Regions from separate parts of the Drosophila melanogaster genome. Here region 2 is linked to region 1. A link is a contact called in public Hi-C data. All regions are on one chromosome and are shown on one strand. Each heading gives the region's core, a stretch centred on a gene start, on an enhancer-like site or on the middle of the called end of the contact. The rest is flanking DNA. Distances are from core to core; before and after follow the strand shown.

Region 1 (6,000 bases), core at 2,202-4,701:
GTGGCCGAGATTCTCCAGTTGCCCAATATGCGCGTCTACGAGGTGGCCACTTTCTATACGATGTTCATGCGCAAGCCCACTGGCAAGTATCACATCCAGGTGTGCACCACCACACCATGCTGGCTCCGCGGATCGGACGACATCCTGGAGACCTGCAAGAAGCAGCTGGGCATCGGCGTCGGCGACACCACCAAGGACAGGAAGTTCACCATCTCGGAGGTCGAGTGCTTGGGCGCCTGTGTCAATGCGCCAATGGTGGCGATCAACGATGACTACTATGTAAGCAATTCTAATTGCTAAATGTGTTTCCTGGTCATTTGTTTGTAGGAAACGCCAGTTTCACTCTCAGCCTCGTCCAGCGTTTCAATCTTAATGCGCTGAAATCGACTCTATATTGTGCAAACATTGCTAACGTTTTTTTTTTACTTTGCAGGAGGATCTGACATCCAAGGACATGCAGGACATCCTGAACGACCTGAAGGCGGATAAGATATCGCCCCCTGGGCCACGCAACGGACGCTTTGCCAGCGAGCCAAAGGGCGAGCCCACTTCCCTGAGCGAGGAGCCCAAGGGTCCTGGCTTTGGTCTGCAGGCCGGTCTGTAGAGGATGAGCAAGGAGCAGAACCTATCACTGATTGTCGAACGAAAGTTAAATAAATGTTAAGCAACTTATAGAGGTCATTGATAAAGGATTTTTGGATTTTTTTTTAAAAATATGCTCACTTTCCATTGGAAAGTTTCCATTTTGAAAGGTTACACATAAAATAATAACTCCCAACGAACTCGAGAATACTAGTACATTCAATTAGATGTGGAAGATCGCCAGAACCCCAATGCAAGCCAAATGTGCGTTTTTCATATCTTGACCAATAAATGATTTTATTTTGTAGTGGAAACGGCAGGTTCCCATTGCTAATTATAATGGATGTTTACTATTGCATACGTACGCATGTTCCATTACTAATTATAATGTTCGCTCATTATAATTGTATGTACAATGGCGTACGTACGTAAGAACGAATATTATGAATTAAGATGATTGGAAGAGTAGTTGAGAGGCTATTTTCAGCTGTGGCAATTGACCAATACAAACATCAATTACTCAAAGGATAAAACTAAAGCTACAGAAATGATGCCTTACATTCTACGCTGGTTGAGTGCAATTAACCAGATATAATACTACATGTATGTACGCACTGTGATGCAGTCGATTGCCTGTCCTTTTTACTTATGTACTAAAATCCGAATTTAATATTTAGTTATTTGTGTTGCCCGTAAAGTTGTCCGCCAATAGTCAGGATTGTGGACATGATGTGGATTGGCTCCGCCCGCGAGCTTTTTTAAAACCAATAACGATAAGGGAAATTTTCCGTTAAAATCTAACTGGAGCCGCCATGGGTCACCTTTCCGCGTACTTCGGTCCGCATGTGTTGTAATATTATATGTAAAAAAAAAAAAGTGTACTAAATTCCTACATGGATTTCCTTCCTTGTTGCCCTTCCTCACTCCTCGCCGTAGAAAATGCTGAAAGTATAAAGGTTTATTGACATATGAGTAACATGGTTGAGTGTGGATATCAAAACTATAAACAAAATAATGAAGAAATCAGACACAATGCGTGAAATTAAGCAACGAAACGGGCAAATATAAACTGAAAGTATCAACTGAGGAATAACTGAATTTAATACTTCACAGCTGTGTCGTTATTCTAACCTTATTGTGTATATAGAGATATTAAACGCACCGGTTTTTGGCGGAAGAGCGCTTCGAGGAGCGTTCAATACGATTGTGCAGATTTGTCCTGGGATAGCATTCATCGACGAGGCGCTCGGTCTTCTTGGGCGATTCGCGCAGCTCCTTAACGTCCACGTTCTCCTGGGTTGCTTGTTTCCGCATAAACTTTTCGATAAGCGCATCGCACGCCAGATTCTTACTCGGCTCCCAGGAATCATCCTTCGGTCCATACTTCTTCCATCGGATCTTAAACATGTCGCCCTCCTTGGTGGCAACGTGATCAAGAATTTTTTCGACTTCCCATTGCTTTTCTGGGTCGATTGAATCGTCGGCTTTCTTGGTGCCGGCGTTCCGTCGACCACGTCCCTTAGCCTTCTTAGCGTTTGGCGAGGACTTCGATTTAGCTGCAACCTTCTGCAAAGCAGCAAAGATAAAAAAGTTGGACTTCATTGATCAAAATACTGTCCTATAAATAAAATGAATCTTAAAGTATGAGGCATTTTTGGCCAAGATAACCGCCATATAACGAAATTACTCTCAACTGACTACACTTTCTCATCAGCGTTTCAGTGTAATGTTTTAAAAGCATACATTTTTATATGTACGCCAGTTAGCGCTAATGATTTCGAATAATAGTACAGTCATCATAATCTAACCTTTTCGAAAGGTTTTGAGTCTCAATGTTTTGTAATTGCTGACTAGAATTTCGTAGAATTTACTGAGGGTTCAATATCTAATTGGGTCTAGTATTTTTTGATTTCTCGAATTGATGTCTCACCTGGGGTTGAGCTGATTTCTCATCCTCTGTTCCAGCATCGACATCGGATTCCGAATCCTTTTCAGCAACCTTCTTGCCATTTTTGACGGAAGAAGTCGAAGCCCTGCTCAGCTTGCGCTTCTTGATCGGACTTGATGCATGTGCAGAGGCTTTGGAGGTGGAGGGCAGTTCATTGCTATCTTCCGTTTCACCGCGCACGGATCGCCGTGTCTGGCGTTTGATATTTGGCTTCCTTGGCGAACTGTCGGCACTAGGGTCTACATCGGAATGATTAGCATCATCATCCGAATCCTCTATAACGATTTTTTTGCCATTTTTGCGGGGCGAAGTGGTGGCGTTCCTGGCCTTGCCCACCTTGCGCTTGTTCCTTGCAGCTGGTACATCCACGTTGGAGGTAGAGGTCTGGCAATCGCTGTCTTCGCTGTCAGAGGCCACAGTCAGTTTGGCCTTTCGTTTGTTCGGCGTCTTCCTGGACGATCGACCTGTCCCATTGGACTTTTGCTGGTCAATCTCCTCGTTTTCGCTCTCGTTGGCGACTCCGTTCCTGCGCTTACTTTCTGCCACCTTCTTACTCGCCTTGGCCATAATGCACTTGTTTATCCGGTTGTGTGACAACGTCCAATTTGCTCTACGGTGGCGATTTCAATTGCCGCGTACCAGCAAAACAAATTCTTTATAGAGTTTTTTGACGACTGTACACTTGGCAGTGTTACCAGACTGCAAGAAACAAAAAATCACGAAGTCGGGATATGCAGTTTTATAAATATATATATATTTATATTTCCTGGGAATATTTATTTAATGTTTATCAATCGAGATCCCGAGATCGAATCGAAGTAAGAAAGTAAGAAAATTAATTCTTTCCAAATTTCTAGAAACGGTAATACAAATTAGTGGTCGATACATTCGACTTGAAATGCGAATTAATCGATTGAATAATCGTTTCTTCTCTCATCCCTAATTCCAACCGCGTGCGAATTTCAATACGTTTCGAAACGACCGCATTTTGGTCAATAAACAGAGGGTATGCAGCGCCAGAAACCCAAGGGACCCGGCAAACCGGGTTCGCGTTTCAAGCCGGGATCCGGCACGTTCAAAGGAGCTGGTGGTGGCCGGAAAAGCGGCGACAACAGCCAGAAGCGTCCGCGCCAGGAGATCAACAAGTCGCGACTGGCCGCCACCGAAGCGGAGATCCAGGACCTCAAGACCAAATACGCAGAGATCGATGCTACTGCCATTAAGAAGTTCGCCCAGTTTCCGCTGTCCAAGAAGACCCAAAAGGCACTGGCGGAGTCCAAATTCGTGCATCCCACGCAGGTGCAGCGGGACAGCATTGGACCCGCACTGCAGGGCAAGGATGTGCTGGGCGCGGCCATCACAGGCAGTGGCAAGACACTGGCCTTTCTCATACCCGTAAGTTGGTCCTCGTCCCTTCTTCGAAAGAAATTGCCGGCTGTAAGTTATATATGCAATGGTCCATTTATTGCAGGTTCTGGAGCATCTGTTCATGAACAAATGGTCGCGCACCGATGGCGTTGGCGCTATCATCATCTCGCCCACCCGCGAGCTAGCCTACCAGATCTTCGAGACCCTAAAGAAGGTGGGAAAGCACCACGACTTCTCCGCCGGCCTCATCATCGGAGGCAAGAACCTGAAGTTCGAGCGCACTCGCATGGACCAGTGCAACATACTGATCTGCACACCCGGAAGGCTGCTGCAGCACATGGACGAGAATCCTCTCTTTAATACGAGCACCATGGAGATGTTGGTCCTGGATGAAGCCGATCGCTGTTTGGATATGGGTTTCCAGAAGACCCTGAATTCAATCATAGAAAATTTCCCACCAGTGCGTCAAACGCTGCTATTCTCGGCCACGCAAACGAATACGGTGCAGGATTTGGCGAGGCTTAATCTAAAGGATCCGGTCTACGTAGGCTACGGAGGAGCGACGCCAAGAGAAGAGCCCAGCGCCAGCACGAAGAAGACTCCGAACACAGCTGTCTTGGCAGTTCCTGAGCTTTTGCAGCAGAGTTATGTGGTGTTGAACCTGGAGGACAAGATCACCATGCTGTGGTCGTTCATCAAGAACCATTTGAAGCAGAAGATCATTGTGTTCGTGGCCAGTTGCAAGCAGGCCAAGTACCTGTACGAGATATTTTGTAAACTGCGGCCGGGTAGCCCGCTGCTGGCTCTCTATGGAACGCTCCATCAGGATCGTCGCATTGCCATCTACGAGGATTTCCTTCGCAAGAGCCACGTCGTTATGTTCTCCACTGATGTGGCATCGCGCGGTCTGGACTTTCCTGCCGTCAATTGGGTGGTGCAGTTGGACTGCCCGGAGGATGTTTCACAGTACATTCATCGAGCTGGACGATCTGCGCGGAACAAGACACGCGGCGAGTGTCTGTTGGTTTTGACACCCAGCGAGGAGGAGTACATGATTAGTGCGCTTAAGGAACAGTTGAATATCGACATTCGTTGTGTGCAAATCGATCCCAAGAAGCTCTTCTCTCCGCGCGTCAAGATCGAGGCCTTTCTGGCCCAATTTCCCGAACTGAGGGCAACCGCCCAGCGCGCCTTCCTCTCCTACATAAAATCCGTGTTCCTGATGCGCAACAAGCGCTTGTTTAATGTGTTCAGCCTGGATCTAGATGCATTTGCCCAATCGCTCGGCTTGGCGGTTACGCCGCGTGTTCCCTTCCTCGAAAAATTCCTGTGGCGCCAGAAGCAGCTACAGCAGCAGAAAGAACAGGGTGATAACGCAAAATCGATCAATCCATTGCTCAGCAAGCTGACCAAGCAGCAGAGCTTTGGCGGCGGTGACGAGGATGAAGAGAACAGTGATGACGAAGACTTTATCAAGGTGAAACGTAAGGATCACGATGTGGAAGGAGAGCCAGTGAAGCTGGACGAAGAGGATGACACTGAGAATGAGGCAGAGGCCCCACTTGTGGTACCCAAGCGCGAGAAGCTGGTAACCAAGGCCTCGCTGGCCAAGAAGGCGCTGAAGAAGAATCTGCAGGTCAACTCCAAGCTGAAGTTCGATGACGAGGGCGAAACTATGGCAGATGATCGCAGCCAAATGAAGGCCTTGAGTGCCAGGCAAAGAACAGTGAACCAAGACGACGACGATGGAGGCATTAATCTAGTGCTGTCCAAGGCGCTACTCACCGAGGAGGATCAATATGACAAGCAGCGATTCCGGGAGCTGGTCAAGAAGCGCCACAAACTGCAGCGCGAGAAGCTGCGGAAAAAGGCGGAGGAGGCCAAGGGCAGCGACGACGAAGAGGAGCAACAGGACGATGACAATGCGGACGATGCTGGCAGTGAGAGTGACCATTCAGTGGACCTCTCCTGGCTGCCGGATCCCGATAAGGTTTACAAAAATAAGCCTAACGCTTCGGATCGAAATGAATCCAAATCAGAGTCCAGCGATGCATCCGATGACGAGAAAGCTGACGACAGCGACGGCGACGACGACGACGTCT
Region 2 (6,000 bases), core at 1,039-3,538, 66 kb after region 1:
AACTACATAAATTAATTGGGTGATGGTTGCAATCCCCATTTCTCTTGGTTGCTTTATGTTGGTTTTTGTTTTCTATATTCTAGGCTCAGTTGAAAGCGGCGTGCCACCAAAAATGTTGGTTAAAATAATCGTATATGGTAACTGGATGCACTGTTCTTTGGAGTGGTTCTTTATCTCTCTCGTTTTACCGAAATTGTTGCAGCTTTAACTTCCGTTCCGTTCCGATATTGGCCTCCAGGGTTCGGGTTTCATCGGTTACTTCGTAATTTCAGTAGCTCAATTTACTTGTTTTTTTGTCTGTTTTGTTTTTTATCAGATCAGTGTAAAATTTCATAGCGCGCCTCCTCCTTTGATTCGACCTTGCTAGCTTTGATCCTGTCGCCTTTCACCTGTTTGTAGGGTTTACGCTCGCACTCATCCATTCTTTAACATCTATCCATTCATACGTATCCGACGTGTTCTGCTACTGCTTACTACTTACTGCTCCTGGTTGATTAGCTAGTCCATGGAACTCCGCCTTATGCCTCTCATAATCTCTTCAGCATGCGTTTCTTCTCCTTGAGCAACTTCTCCTTCTTCTTGTCCTGCAGCTTCTTGTCCAGGCCCGCATGCTTCTTCGTCGAGGGTCCACCATCGTCTTTGGCATCGCCAACAGCGCCTACACCGCATTTGGCAGGCTAAAATAAAAGATATACATATGTATGAGCTAAGTGTGTAAAGCAGCGTGATAAACAATATCATATTGGGATCATTCAACACCTTATGCTAGTATTCCAATGATACACAATCATAACAGAAGGGAAAACCCCTAATTTACCTGGGCATGGATCTCTGTCATCATGCGCGCCCTCTGTGAGTAGTCATCGTATCGTTCCAACAGCATCTTGCCGGCCTCCTCGTTCAGCGCCGATTCCGGATTCGGGACAATAAGCAGGCATTTGATGGTGAGCAGAATGTGCTTGATGCCCAGATCCGGCTTCCAGTCCTTCTTTAGTGTGTTCACACAGATCTCCCCGTTGGCGGCCACATTCGGATGAAAGATCTTGGTGAGGAAGTACGCCTTGGGTGGCGTCAGCGGGAAGTCCTTGTTCAGCGTCAGTTTGACGCGGAAAATTCCAGCGGCGTACGGAGTGCCAGCAGGTCCATCGATCAATGCCTGAATATCCGTCACATCGCTCTCATTGATTAGCACCTTGATGCCTTCCGGTGGCGTGGTTTCCATCTCCTGCAGCTCCCTCATCACCTGCCTTATCGTCTGCGGCGACAGGTTCTCCACATTCGAGTATTGCTGCAAATGGGGGAATGGCATTAGTATGGAATGGCAAAAGTTTATATATACAAAAATTGATTTTAATGACAGGGTTGAGTCATTATTTCTAGTTGGAATTGTACTTATTGGAACATACGAACTTTAAAAATGGATGGCAAGTACAGTACAGTACTTGTAGGCAAGGATTATTACATACAAACTTAACTAACAAAATCACATGTCTCCACAAACAGGGTATTTATTAATGAAATTCATACTCTTAGTATGCTGGAAAGTATTTGTAAGGACGCGATTTTAAGCTCTCACTACTAAACCATTCATAAGATTAAGAAGCATCTGTTGGATAGGATTCTTTACAATCACGGATACAACTTCTTAAGAATCGTTTCGTATTATTATTATTAGAATGCTAACAATTATGTGAGGAACATGCTCATCCTACCGAACTCATGATGTCTGAATTTCCTGCTGCTGTGCGTGTGTGTGTCTGTGTTGATGCGGGCCTGCGCTGGTGTGCGTGCGAATCGCTGTCTCAAGGTTTCAGTTTCGTCAGCTTATTCCTGCAGCTGAGCTCTTCGGCTCTCGGATAGTCGCAATTTCACCGCCTTTTCCCAGCTGCCTTGGAAAAGTGGTCCCAAAATATATGAATATGTGCGTTGTGGGCTGGCTTTAACTATTCCTTTGCGTGTAGACTCCTTATGCTTCCTTTGGCCCCGCTAGTCTCCTTGTCTGTTGTTTGGGTTTATGTTTTCACACGCACTCGTTTAAAGACTATATATATATATGTATTTGGTATAGCACCTCCTCTCGAAAATCTTGATTTTTAGTTTTTCTAGCGACTTAAAATTTTGTTTCGTTGGTTGCTTTTGTTTTGAAATCGATTCGCTCAACTTTGTCGTAGCTGCTGTGTGACCTATCTCGACTCTGGCGTTCACATCTAAACAAATTCAGTTGTCTAATTGGACACTTCACGCTCGACAACAACACACAAAAACAGTTTCATTTTACAGTAACCCTCGTCGCTGGCGCTGCGCTACAATTGGGGCATATTCGTGCTGGCGTCTTGCCTGCCTTCGATTTAAAAGCGGGTTTTTATTTATTTATTTAAAAAACGTCTTTGATTAAAACTGAGCATTTAAATATAGCTAATTCTTGTCTTGTAACAGTTAAGCCTCTTTTTTCGTGCAAACAGCAGCCACTTTGCAAATGTAGCGCATCTGAAGATCCACCCAGCCCACACAAACAAACTGTCTCTACACTAACGCAGCAACATGGCTGCTCAGACTCTATCGATATATCGATATATGCACAACATCGGTTCATGCCTAAGTTACTCTGGGAAATATTTAAAAACAAACAAAGAACATACCGTTATTAAAAAAAAAAACTTATTGTTGTGATAAATTCAAAACCTTTGCTAGCTATATTGAAAACAAATTATTATTATTTCTAAGTCTTTTTAGATACTTTCATTGTTGTTTAAATCTATTGCTTATAGCATATTTGTGGTATTTTAGAAAACTGAAATGGTATATTTTGGTTTTGCATTCCCCACGGTCACTCTGGATCTATTACCATCCGATAACCGATAGTGCCTACCAATATCGAAGTACGATAGTGCCCGATAGGTTCATCCATCCATTTTTTTTATTTAATTAGTTTTAATTTAGATTTCTAACTCTAATTTATTGGCGGCCCCCCACTATCGTCGCTCCCCGCCATCGGTACGCTGCACTTTGGTTCGGTTTCGGTTCGCATCGGGCGTATCGGTTCGATTTCGATCCTGAAGATCAGATCAGAATCTGCGGAACTCAACTGCCGTGTTTTGTGTTGTGTGTGAGGAACGGAGAGGAAAACTGTCAGTGCACTCTTGATCGGGCGGATCGGAGAAAATGTCGAAGAACAAGATAAACACAACGTCCGCAACGGCGGCCAGTGACACGAATCTAATCGAGGTGAAATCGAAGGTGAGTCCTAACTTTCGTGGCCCCCGGATTCCACGCCCCTTTCTGCGGCGCTGAGCTGCTGATTCATGCGCTCAGGAATGGGATTAATAGCTTAAATTGGAGTTCTGTGCGTGGAAAGGGGGTCTTTAGTCTGAGGAGCAATGTGTCTACCAATTTGGGAACTCCTATCTGTTGAGCTCGATTGTGTCAAAGCGGCCAGAGCAGGGATTAATGCTTGGAGTGCGAGGTGTGAGGAGCAACTGGTTTCCATCTTAGAAGCACCCCAAAAGTGACAATTTGCCCTTGCGAATGCATCTTACTTGTCGGAATTCCTGAGCTCTGATATGGATTGTTGCAACACCCTTTATTGCTTGGGCTCTTTGCCTGAAAACCAATCTGTTGCGCCTTACTCAAAAACTACCCTGTTTCGTTCATTTTCTGTAATTTTACAGAGAAGGAAACTTCAGTTATTAATTAGTCAAGGTACAATTCTTCAAGATAAACTCCAGTAATAGCTATAAGGCAGTAGATGTACTGCAATTCAGTGAAGGTCCCATTAAATTAGTAAAATGTCTGCATACAATTGAATCAACAGGTGATGCTGATGAACAAACTATACGGGTTTCAAAAGATTCAGCCCCTTTACTAATCAATACGTATCCTTTAGTTCGATGCAGAGTTTCGGAGGTGGAGCTTCAAGCGAAATGAGGCGGAGCAGAGCTTCGACAAATTCGCATCCCTCATTGAGCAGCTGCACAAGCTGACCAACATCCAGTTTCTCATACTCTACATCGATCCGCGGGACAATGATCTGTTGCCGATTAACAACGACGATAACTTCGGCCGGGCCCTGAAAACAGCACGTCCACTTTTACGGGTCATTGTGCAGCGAAAGGGTGAGTATGGGTATGCATAAGATACAATACGAGCCACTCAACCACAATCTTTTCGTTCACTCTATAGATGATCTTAATGAGTACTCTGGCTTTGGAACGATGAAACCGAGAAACCTCATCGGCAGCATACTGATGGGCCATACGCCAGTGAAGACAAAGGCGCCATCGATATCCATACCGCACGATTTCCGTCAAGTCTCGGCCATTATAGATGTGGATATAGTGCCGGAAACGCATAGAAGAGTGCGGCTACTGAAGCACGGCAGCGATAAGCCCCTGGGATTCTACATACGGGATGGCACCTCTGTCAGGGTGACGGCCAGTGGGCTAGAGAAGCAGCCGGGCATTTTTATATCCCGTTTGGTTCCGGGCGGTCTGGCCGAAAGTACTGGCCTGCTGGCCGTCAACGATGAGGTGATCGAGGTAAATGGCATCGAAGTGGCTGGCAAGACTCTGGATCAAGTCACCGACATGATGGTGGCCAACAGCTCCAATCTGATAATCACCGTGAAGCCGGCCAATCAGCGCACACTGACGTCCACACATCGCGGATCCTTTTCAAGGAACAGCCAGCTGTCCAGTGGGTCACATCACACTAATAATACAAACACCTCCGACGAGATCGAGCACGACGATCAGGACGATATTGTGGACTTAACGGGCGTCACCCTCGACGAGAGTCCAACGTCCACGTCAGCCGGCAATCACAACCATCAGCCGCCATTATCCTCATCACCCTCGTCGCACCACCAGCAGGCAGCCTCCAATGCGTCCACGATAATGGCCAGCGATGTCAAGGATGGAGTGCTGCATTTGTAGGATTAACCCGGCGATACAGCACCTCCAGCAGACGCAGCCAGAACTTAAGCAACGGAAAACGCGAATTCATCGCTGAGAAGTGCAGAGGATTTTCAGTTTATCAGACTTAACTTTCCTTAAGATCGAATAAGTTCGTTAAACTCGAGTCAATTATTTAAAGTTATACAAGTTAGGCCAACTTATTCACATGTACACTGATCGCTTGTATATCGCTCACTTACTAAAGCGACTGTCATAGCTCAACCAGCCATGATTTGAAAAGTCACCTTATAAAATCTATTGGTATTAGCCTGAAAGCCTGATTGATTGAGTAAACAACATATCGGCCATATCCCATTCATTTCTTGTTAATCCTGGCCATTCAAATTTAACGTTCTGCAAAATTTCCAGTCCGATTGTAGGTGAGCAATATATAAAACACGATTGTATATACATGTGTAATCATCATACGACTTTCCTCCATACATTCCACGAAACACTCAAAGTCAAAGAAAACACACCTATTCATTTGCACGTTTTTGAATGCAGTCTCTTGTTTTTATCTTTTTTCCTGGCATATATATATATGTGTATTTAAATTTGTAAGATTTACGTCTTGTTATTATTCTTGCTTGTTGTATTAGACTAGAGTGAGACAGCTAGAGGAGAGAGTGAAATAGAGAGAGGGCATCAAATGCTGAAGGCAGATCAATTTATTTAACTTAACCATTTGAAACGGCAATAATTGTAACAAAATCACATATACGAGCACGAATAATTTATAAAAAAAAAAAACATTCCATTTTATGTACTGTGACAAGTCGGAAAAGCCTAACAAAATTATATTTCCTGATTTGTAAGCCTTGTTTTTAATTTGAGCCGATCATTTTGCGTATATCTGCTATGTTTTGTTTAGCTCAATTTCTTATTTTTTCGGCATTACTCATTATATCTGTTTATTTTAAAAACCATTTGTAATTTTTAACTTTTGTTTTTTCGTCATTGTGTCCAATACTCGTCCAAGTTCTTTGTTGTCATTGTCATCACTTAGAGTTATGGAGAAAGGATAGAAAAACGAGGAGATAAAGTT

Evidence for each region. Hi-C and Micro-C count contacts between places; a contact is called where the count stands out from the background.
Region 2: a Hi-C map of the Kc167 cell line shows a contact between it and region 1, with 5 times the contacts expected there. The contact joins the promoter of CG8188 here to the promoter of CG5800 in region 1. A contact is called at or near these places in 18 of 107 Hi-C or Micro-C datasets (the D17-c3 cell line, the Kc167 cell line, the S2 cell line and 5 more) and 1 of 6 datasets of contacts at active chromatin or transcription factors (the Kc167 cell line).

What each region holds. Positions count from the first base shown.
Region 1 is chrX:17,632,830-17,638,829 of dm6, forward strand. CG5800 reads left to right here and starts at 3,452. Exons shown (of 2, transcript NM_133002.2): 1 at 3,452-3,925; 2 at 4,002-6,000. The coding sequence starts at 3,539. It overlaps CG8289, which reads right to left and starts at 3,215. Exons shown (of 3, transcript NM_133001.3): 1 at 2,513-3,215; 2 at 1,745-2,148; 3 at 862-1,524. The coding sequence starts at 3,097. The coding sequence ends at 1,503. It overlaps ND-24 (NADH dehydrogenase (ubiquinone) 24 kDa subunit), which reads left to right. Exons shown (of 4, transcript NM_133000.3): 3 at 1-279; 4 at 434-680. The coding sequence ends at 604.
Region 2 is chrX:17,700,489-17,706,488 of dm6, forward strand. CG8188 reads right to left here and starts at 2,289. Exons shown (of 3, transcript NM_001298455.1): 1 at 1,713-2,289; 2 at 818-1,288; 3 at 1-677. The coding sequence starts at 1,721. The coding sequence ends at 528. It overlaps par-6 (par-6,), which reads left to right and starts at 2,864. Exons shown (of 3, transcript NM_133010.5): 1 at 2,864-3,237; 2 at 3,884-4,112; 3 at 4,180-6,000. The coding sequence starts at 3,163. The coding sequence ends at 4,931.